Regions from separate parts of the Lactuca sativa genome. Here region 1 is linked to region 2. Evidence: chromatin contacts called from public Hi-C data. All regions are on one chromosome and are shown on one strand. Each heading gives the region's core, a stretch centred on a gene start, on an enhancer-like site or on the middle of the called end of the contact. The rest is flanking DNA. Distances are from core to core; before and after follow the strand shown.

The links. Hi-C and Micro-C count contacts between places; a contact is called where the count stands out from the background.
Region 1: a contact with region 2 is called in a Hi-C map of leaf, with 4 times the contacts expected there. The contact joins the promoter of LOC111912088 here to the promoter of LOC111921849 in region 2. A contact is called at or near these places in 2 of 4 Hi-C or Micro-C datasets (leaf and seed).

The regions. Positions count from the first base shown.
Region 1 is chr3:94,809,179-94,814,566 of Lsat_Salinas_v11, reverse strand. It overlaps LOC111912088 (PH, RCC1 and FYVE domains-containing protein 1), which reads right to left and starts at 2,044. Exons shown (of 8, transcript XM_023907832.3): 1 at 1,687-2,044; 2 at 867-953; 3 at 658-747; 4 at 486-566; 5 at 196-381; 6 at 1-98. The coding sequence starts at 1,737.
Region 2 is chr3:94,601,996-94,606,934 of Lsat_Salinas_v11, reverse strand. LOC111921849 (probable glutathione S-transferase) reads right to left here and starts at 2,100. Exons shown (of 2, transcript XM_023917424.3): 1 at 1,128-2,100; 2 at 322-877. The coding sequence starts at 1,448. The coding sequence ends at 530.

The DNA of each region.
Region 1 (5,388 bases), core at 795-3,294, 210 kb before region 2:
GATCTTGAATAAAAACTATCAGATGAAAGTGAAAGTCCATCAGAGAAACATGGATCGGATATCATCGATGGAACTGGGCTTGCACACACGCTTCTCACCTTCAAAATTAACCAAACGATTACTCGTTATTCACTTATTCATCACTCAAATTGTTCATAAGTTTTATAAAATTTGAAAATCTTGAGTATAAAAAACCTGAGACATTTTGGTGGTTTCTTTTGAAATACCCAGATTGTATTTTCTTCTGATGAAACTAGAAGGACTGTTTATACAACTTTGCGCTACTCTTTGGTTTTCAGGGTGTCTGAAATCTTCGCACCTTGATATCAAAGCTTTTAGGCCTAAAAACCATGAATCTGCTTGCATTTTATCCTTGCATATCTGCGAAACAAGAATACAAAACAAAAATGTTGATTAATTAGTCATCAATCGAAATATTTGAAAGTCAAGAACTGAAAAATTGTTGAATAATAAGTCAAACTTACCAGATCAAGAGAGCATTGAGCTTGGTTGTTCATGTATATCAGCGAAAACGAATGACATTCTCTTTCTGGTTGAAGTTTCCTCTGCAATTTATCATAATTACAAAATCATGAATGAATAATTTGAATTAAAATTGATAAAAAAAATACTTTTTTTTTTACTTTAAATACTTACAGTTCCATGGCCACGAACAATGCTCGTAACAGAGCTTAGTTGCAGTTTTTTTTCTTCATTGCCGCAAAACCACATTAAAGTTCTTTCATCCTGAAACCCCAAATTGGACACGAAATTTAATAAAAAATAAAATAAAATTACATTTAATTATCATAGAATTTAACGAAAATAATTCAAGAACATATAATATTATTTCTCAAAAAGTATACCGTTGATAGCCTGAATGGGCATAGTTTGGGTTTTCCTCTTCGACCGTATTTCAATATATACGCCCCTTTCTTTAAAGCCACGATCGCCTGAAATGAATTAAAGATTTTTGTTACTAAATTATGTTATTAAGTTCGATAATTGAAACCCAATTTATTGATTTCGTCTTCAGAAATCGATTTAAATAGTTAAAGTTTCAGGAAGAATATGGAGCATTTCATATGCGATTTCATCCACAAGTTTGAACTTTTTGAGTGTCAACATCACTGGGTATGATTGGACCTTTGGATTCGAGTATCTTTTCATGGCATCTTTACAACTAAAAGGAAAATGGTCTCATGGGGTGCTTGTGAAGTCAATGAAAATTGACAGAAGCAAACAGAGACTAATAGTATTATAAAGCTAGATTTTGAAAATATCTTACACCCATTGAGGAAAAAAGTAAAATTTTGGAGGTAATTAAGCAAATAAAGGTTTTCATTTTTGGTAGATTTTTTGGAAACCCACTTAAACGCAACAAAAATTGAACACCCATTAGGTAAATTTTGAAAAATTGGAGGTAATTAAGCATGAAAAGGCTTCTTTTTACCAAAAGATTTTCAAGAACCATGACATATGACCTAAAGATGAAGAAATCAAACACACATTGAGGTAAAAATTGGATCTTTTTCTAATGGAAATGAATCACAGACTGAAAAACAAAAAAAGATGAACACCAAGTGAGATAAACACTGAATTTTGAAAGAAAATAAGCATAATCGGCACAACATTCATCAAGATTAACTACAAGAACAACGAAAAAAAAAAGATTAGAACATGGACCTGTTCAAGAGCTCTATCAGAGGGAGTCACTGACAAGAATCTTTCACCCATTTTTCTACATACAAAAAGGAGAAAGAATGGATGAAAAGAAGCCTGATTGGTGTACACCCACGCACATACAAGTTAAATGAAACCTTAAAAAGAAGAGAATGTGTGGGAGAATCTGCAGAGGGTGTTGGATGCTGATGATTCTGGGTCGAAAACAGAATGTCACATGGATTGGTATTAGAAGAAGGGTTTTAGAGAGAGAAAGAGAGAGAGGAGGAGGAAAGATATTGGGATGAATGGGTTTTGATTTCTTCTTTGGTTCTTGTCGTTGGTGTGTATAGTTTCATCATGACAAATTCTTGGCTTCTTCGTATGTCGTGCAGAAGAAAAAGTGGTGTACTGTTGTTGTTTACTAATACCCAAATCGCACGTGCCAACTGTTCTTACCCCCACTTAATAAGCTTCTATTTCAGGGAAAAATTACTTAAAACAATACCTAGAGTTTTTTCACCATGTACTTAGAATCTTAAATGTTGTTATGTACGTGTTCATTACTTCATCAAAGATTAAAAGTTGTTTAAGATTTGTTAGGCGGAGGGAGTGTGATTCATTGTGTCACATTTTTTTAATAATTAAATTTAAATAAAAATTTCATTTTTATTTAAAAAATATATAATATTTTATTAGTTCAAAATAAAAATAAAAACATTATATTGCATTAATTAAAAAAAACATAACATAGCATTAAAAAAATGCTACAAACTTGAAAAAAAAAACACATCGAACGATTAAAACCTACAATCTTAAATCTACCTCCTTATCATAACATTTTTGGATGTCGGCTTTCATCGTCATAATAACTTAAAGCTCCTCATCGGTCATGTTCGATGTGTCTATCATTAGTATCATCATGTTACTATCCCTTTGTTTCTGAAGCTCTCTTTCAGAAGCAATTTATAAAATTTTGTCAATTCTTTCTTTTCTATCCTTCATGGCGTCCCCGATTTCTTTCAAGAATTTGAGTCTTTTGCCTTTGCCTTTGCTTTTTTGTTTTGTCCATTCCCATTGGTAAGGAATGTGGTCAAACTTGAATAGGTACATCATTGTTGAGGTCGAAACCAACACGAGCATCGGATGTAGTAGGGCTGTTCACTATTCGAATAAAACCGAATTATCTAATTGGACAATTTGGATTGGACTATTTGGTTCGGATATTCGGATTTTTGGATTGGTTTTCCAACAAAACCGAATTAGTATTTTGGATTTCGGATTGGTTTTGGTTTATAAAATAAGGACCGAATAGTCCAAAAAAACCGAATAAACATTTCTTATATATATATATATATATATATATATATATATATATATATATATATATATATATATATAATTATTTATTAATTTTGTAATTTATTTTTTCAAATAGGTTTAAAACGTTTCACCCAATAAAAAAAACATTAATATTCATTTTCTCTCGAAAGTTTTGTATTTATAAAATATTTAACTATAATATATATTCTTATTAGTTGTTTATAAATTTCAAATCACAACTAAATGATTTGTTTTTGCTTCTTGTGTAAAGTTGGGTAATATTATTATTATATGTCGTTTTAAAATGTTTCGGTTTTTGAAAACCGAATTATAAAAACTGATCCAACCGAATTGTAATTGGATCGGATCGGATTGGATTTGAATTTAGTTTGGACAATTTGGATCCATGTTTTGAAAACCGAAATCAATTTGGATTTACTTAATTGGATCGGATCAAACCGATCCATCCAAACGAACACCCCTAGGATGTAGTGTGGTCGGATTCGGATGTTCTTGATCGTTTGAACCAATATCGATATGTTGTTCGGATGTTTTGCTCACTTGCTATTTCTTGTTATCTTTCACGAGATTCAAAAAGTTTATACATTTGAAAGCCTTCTTGTTTTCTTTTTGGTACACTTTTAGAGCTTTCTTCAAAATCACTTCATCACTTTCTCCGCTTTTCCAATTGACGTTTCATGTTGTTGTATAAATCATTAAACAATATGAGTTCCATGTTTGTCTTCCCCATTTTGAGTAAATTTGGTGTTTTCAACGATACTCATGAAGCTTCATTCCTTTGCGAAACCTTTTTGTAACCTGCATCCAAAAACGATCATATTTTTGGTCTTTTTATTGTTGGATTAGTGTCTAAGTCGATAACTATTTTGGTATGTACTTGACCCGATGGTGCATGGTCCTTTTGGGTTGCCTTCACCAAAGCAACTTGATAGGATGAATTATGGAGAGAAAGGATTAAATATGATTTATTAATATATTATGAGAATAATATATTAAAGGAGAAATCATATTGTTTAATTAATATTAGTCAATAATTAATTGGTAATTAGTTTTGTGACTAAAAGAGATTAATTAAACTTAAGGGACTGGAATTGTAATTATAAGATAATTGCAATTTGGGCCATAGATTGCCTTATATCATAAGGTGGACGAATTCTATGGGGGAAGCCCATATGAAATCGTCCAAGGCCTTATGGAAAGGGCTCCATGGGTTGCTTAGGGCTTAAGCATCCAAATTAGGGTTTCCATGTTAGATAACCCTAATTGCCTCACTATATATAGATCCCTTGAGGACAAAAAAAAATGTGGCTAAGCATCTTGCTAGGGTTTTCACACGGTTTTGGCAGCCTCCATCCTCTCTCCTCTTCATCCTCTTGCTTATGGTGTTTGTGAGCCATTAGAGGAGTGACACTTGTGACTCTAAGCCTTCCAAAGTCAATTCAAGGAGGAATTAGGATTGTTATTACTACATAACAATCAAGGTAATATCATAAACCTAATTATATGTTAATATCGATTTCCATATGCTAGAATTAGGGTTTATATTCTTGGATTCAAAGCATGTACAATAGAGAAACCTAGATCCAAGCATTAGGGTTTGTATGAGCACATAGGATGTCTTATGACCAAAACCCATCAGTGGTATCAGAGCCTTGATTGGTTTCTATTGTATTGATGCCTTGTTAATTTGTTCATGCTTGAAAAAATCGTTTTTTGCCTCCTGCCTGATGTACTCGGCGAGTCCCATTGTGGACTCGGCGAGTAGGCCCCTACTCGGCGAGTCCATAAGGGGACTCGGCGAGTTTAGCTGTCAGACAGGCGGATTTTCGGGATTTTTACCTATTTTGACTTTGGATAATTGCCATAATTGTTTAAACTTAATAAAATTCAAATTTTGTTAATCCCTTATGATTATCCTTGTCAAAATAAAAGATTTTGGTCATCTAATTAGATAATTGTTACCTTATTTGATATATGTTAAGTTATGGAAATTATTTGATCATTATCTTGCAAGAATTTGAACTAGATCTAATTAGATAACCACCAATTATAGTTAATTGTCTTATTTGAACTATGTGATCTAGAATATTCTTGACAAAGTTTGGAATAGTTTCAAATTAATCCCTTTAGGTTTCATAGTTTAAATTTAAACCCAAAAGTTTTGTTGTTTTGAAATTTAAATAGTTGAAACCCTAATGTTTTGAAAAAGGTTTCAAAACTTGCCCTCAAGTTTTGGAATTTAAATTTTGATTAAATGGTTTAATTTTGATGTATATTTAAATTCTAAACCCTAATGTGTTGAAATGTTTCAAAACTTGCCCTCAGGTTTTGGAATTTAAAAGTTGATTAAAAGTTTAATTAGGAATGTTAAATTCTAAAACT
Region 2 (4,939 bases), core at 851-3,350:
TATATATATATATATATATATATATATATATATATATATAATTCTCTTAATGTCATTACAAAAATAAATAGCACAGTATCTTATTTCTACTTACATCATATTTTAAAAGTTGAAAATATGTTTTAAATTTTGAGATAAAAAAAATCACATGTAATTGTCACTAAAAATTATAAACATATTTAATAAAATTGTCACTATATAAACTATTTGATTTAGGGGAAAGTAACGTATCTAAAATTAAACTTTAATAACAAGAAACATTACATTAATCTAAAACATCTCAGAATTAATAAATTTTGGTTTATATAGAAAAAAAAAAGGTATCAAACATTCAATAAGATATTCAGTTTGATCCATTACATCAAATAGAAAGAAAAAAAACATACATTCTCCCCCTCAAAGACAACAATTATGTTTTCAAAGATAATTTTCAAACCAATTTTATTCCAACTCCTTATTCTTAGTGGATCTAAACATCCCACCACCCATAATATTATATCATCATCATTCATGACATAACAATCTTCATTCATTCAACACCAAACATTTGTCTCAACATTACTACAAAGTTGAGGATTTTTTCAGGGTTAGCCAAAGATTCAGAAACACTCTCCCTAACATGGACCCGTGTGATCCATGCCGCCAATTTAGGGTAGTGATCCTCCACCTTAAAGCTACCATATTTCTCGTAGGCTGGGAACCACGAAGTTAGACCAACAAGCAGTATGTCCACAAACCCGAAGTTGTCCCCGGCGAAGTAGTCTTTTTCAGCCAAAGTACCATCTAAGAACTTCAGGATATCAAGGAACGATGCCTTAGCGGCCTCTACTTCATCTTCTCCTTTTGCAGTCCAAATGGCCCGACCCGCCGAATGGACCTAGGATATACATATACATAATGATGAACGATTTCTAAAAATATACCACTCGGAACGAGTTGTGTTATGTTGTGGTAAGTCAGGTGGCTGACATCCCACAACCCCACAACTGGTTTTGGGACCATGTAATATAATTGGTCCCAAAACCACGTCTCACATCCTCGGATATGGACCTATCGGGATCAATTATGAGTATTCCAATCAAGTATCTGTATTTGTCATAGTAAGCTTAATTAAAAAGAGGGCTTACCTTGCGATCAATGTAGTCGGCCCAAAATTGGGCCCGGGCTTTCTCATATGCACAAGTGGGCAAGAGGGGTTTGGAAGGCCAAACTTCATCGATGTAAGTGATAATGTTAGTGGACTCGAGGATGGGCTTGTTGTCGTGCAAGAGGACAGGAACTTGTTGGTGGACAGGGTTTGATTTTAGCAACAATTCGGTCTTTCCACCTAACAAATTATTCTCTAAAATCTCTTCATAAGCAATATCTTTTTCTGCCAATGCCACCTTCACCCTCATGCAAAAAGGGCTAGCCCACATGCTTAGAAGCTTCACATCATCTTTTCCCATCTTTAAATCACTTTTATTTCTTTGTGTTTGTGTTTGATGATTGTGAAAGAAAGAAGCTTTGTGTTTATATAGGAGCTCGTTGTGTTCTCCCTCACAAGAAAAAACTTTGATTTTCTCATATATAAGTTGTTTTGAGGCTAAAAGTTAAGCGGAGAATTAACACAGGCTGTGAGAGTGTGAGGATATTCAAACAAAGATCATTTCCGGCACACAAGAAAATTTGCATTAAAAAAAATTATTTTACATAGGACTGCTTGAAAATTAACGACTGTAGGTGTTTTGACTTTTTAAATCAAACTTTATTTATTTAAGGAGTGAAAGGGATAAAACCCCGTGTACAACTTATCATGCATTAGGTACAAGTCACAATGAATCATTTGCTCAAGAGTCGAGACTTCGTCATTTACATTCCAAATGTTGACCAAAAAGCAGTGATAGCGAGACTTTTTTGTTTATTATTTCCTGACAAAAATTTATAAATGGTTCCGTAGTTTTTCATGGGAATTCTAAGATTGTGAAGAGTTGTTACAGTCAAGCAATCAAAAAAATGTTGTCAACTCAGTGACACGTCAACTTCATCACCAACCCGCCATCAACTCACTAGATATTGAGAATGATTACTACTCCACAATATTCTTTTTTTCATTTTTTATTTTTTTATGATTAAATTAAATAAAAAACAAAATTTAAAACATAATAAAATAATTTACATTACTTAAAACCCATTACATAAATTAAATTTAAAACCTAAATTAATAAAAAAAACATAGAAATTTAAACCTAAATTACTAACAGAACATAAAAAAATATAGAAAATAATAATAATATAAAAGTCTAGGGCGGAATTTACAAATTTAAAAACCTGTTTGAGAAGGAAATTAGGGATGAGGTTTGTTTTGCTTTTGACCCAAACTTAAGGGAACTAGTTTGACAACTGTTGAAAGAGGTGTTGTCTCATACTCTCCTTCGATTAAAAGACGCCTTTCTTCTTCACTTGAACCTGCATATTTCACATCTTCAAAGAAAGGGTTTTCTTTTAATTGTTTCCAAGGCTTCAAACGGTCAAAAAAAAAGCCAGCCAATAGCAAGCTTTGTCTTCTTCCGTCTTTGAAGAGACGTCACACGCCAGAGCACCAGCCCTTGGGGCAGTATTCACGCGTCTCCAAGGAAGCCGACTTAGCTTCATGCGTGAGTTTGTATCACCACTCCGGGCAGCCTAATGAAATGTTTTTATGTTTAATTGTTATAATCAATTTAGTCTTTATTTTTTTTTAGTTAATTAAGTCTAAAAACATCAGTTATATTCATTTTGACCATTTTTACCGGTAAACCGGTGGTCAACATAATATAAGGACTTTTTTGTAAACAAATACAAAATATAAGGACTTTTTTAAAAATATATTATTTTAATTTTTTTTATATTATTTTATTATGTTAGATTGTTAGTATTAATTTGTCTAAGAGATTGTATTACCATTTGTTAATCATGATATTTTTTTTAACATATATATTTTATGAAAATAGTTTTTTTTCTTCTAAAATTAATTATTTTCATATTTTTTCTATCTAACAAGTTGTATTATCTTACATTAATCTTATGATGTTTTTTTTATCTGACAAATAATATTTATTATGAATTTTTTTTCTTCTAAAAATAACTTTTTTTATAATATCTATGTTTAACATATTTATATTTTACATTAATCTTATGATATTTTTTTTATCTGATGGAAAAGATCTATTATGAAAATAGTTTTTTTTTTCTAAAAATTATTGTTTTTATAATATTTTTGTCTAACTAGTTGTATTATCTTATATTAATCTTATGATGTTTTTTTCTATGAAAGATAATATCTATTATTAAATATTTTATTTTCTTCTAAATATAATATTTTTATAATAATTTTGTCTAACAGATTGGTATCTTACATTAATCTTATGGTATTTTCTTTTTCTGACAGAAAATATCTATTATGAAAAGAGTTTTTTTTCTAAAAAGAACCGTTTTTATAAGATTAATATAAGATAACAATCTATTAGACAAAACTATTATAAAAACGAATAGTTTTCAAAGAAAAAAAATGTATTTCATAATATAAATTATCGACAATGAATATATATATATATATATATATATATATATATATATATATATATATATATATATATATATATATATATAAGATTAATGTATGATAATACAATGCGTCAAACATAAATATAATAAAAAAACGATTATTTTTAGAAGAAAAAATAAATATTTTCATAACAGATATCCACTGTCTAGACAGAGAAAATATCATAAGATTAACATAAAATAATACAGTCTGTTAGACAAAAAAATATACTAAGATAATATTTAAAAAAATTAAAATAATATATTTTTAAAAAAAAAATCATTATATTTTGGATTTATTTGCATAAAAAGGGGTCAAAATGAATATAATTGAAGTTTCTGGGACTTAATTGATTAAAAAAAAATAATGACTAAATCGGTTACGAGACCTAAACATAAGGACTTTTCAATAGATTTCTCTTTTTTCATATTATGGTTTCAATCCCTAACTTTTTTTTTGTTTTGTTTTTAAGGATTCATGTGATTTAAAAACTTTTCACCAATAGTTCTTCGGCTCACTCCCTCATTTTTGGTCCGTTAAATCAAATCACATGCACACCAAGTGAGGGCAAATGTGTCTTTTAACTTTTAACACTCCTAATAAACATATAATGTATACATCTTTTGATGGGTTATATACAAACAATACTGTGTGTGCATGCAACCCTAGAGTTGGATCTATGTTTTCACTATTAGTTATACAACTTTATGCGCACAAAAAGAAACCTGGCATGCTAGTACTATTTTCAAATTCCACATAGAAGAATAGAATACATACCTTTTGTTGTTATATAGTAATAACAACTAGTTTCTTGAATTTCCTTAGCTCTTGAAAGCAAGTACCACAAGTGTAGTACCTCTAATGGCTCACAAACACACTAGGTGAAAGGATGAATATGGGAGAGGGGAGAGAATGGTATCTTGCCCTAGATTTCGTCCCTTTTTGGGTTTCCCAAGGCTTGGACGAAATTTTAGTGCCTTAGGGTGCTATTTATACTTAAGGCTAACTAGGGTTTCAAGGTGTAAACCCTAATCCCTTAGCTTAGGGCCTAAGCAAGTCCATGGACTCCTTTCCTTAAGCCCTTGGACGAAAACTCCTAGATCCTTCTAGGATTTTCGTTCAAGCCTTAATAAAGGTGATCCAATGGCCCAAAGCCTCAACTATTGAATAATTACAAAATAGCCCCTGCACTTTCAGTCAGTTCCTTTAATCCCAAAATTAATTCTAAATTAATTTCTGATTAAATACTAATTAATAATATGATTCCAAATTAATATTATTCATATAATATATTAACAAATTATATTTATACCCTAATTTATTATTCTTAATAATAAACTAGCCACTCTCCTCAACAATCATCCTATCTAGTCA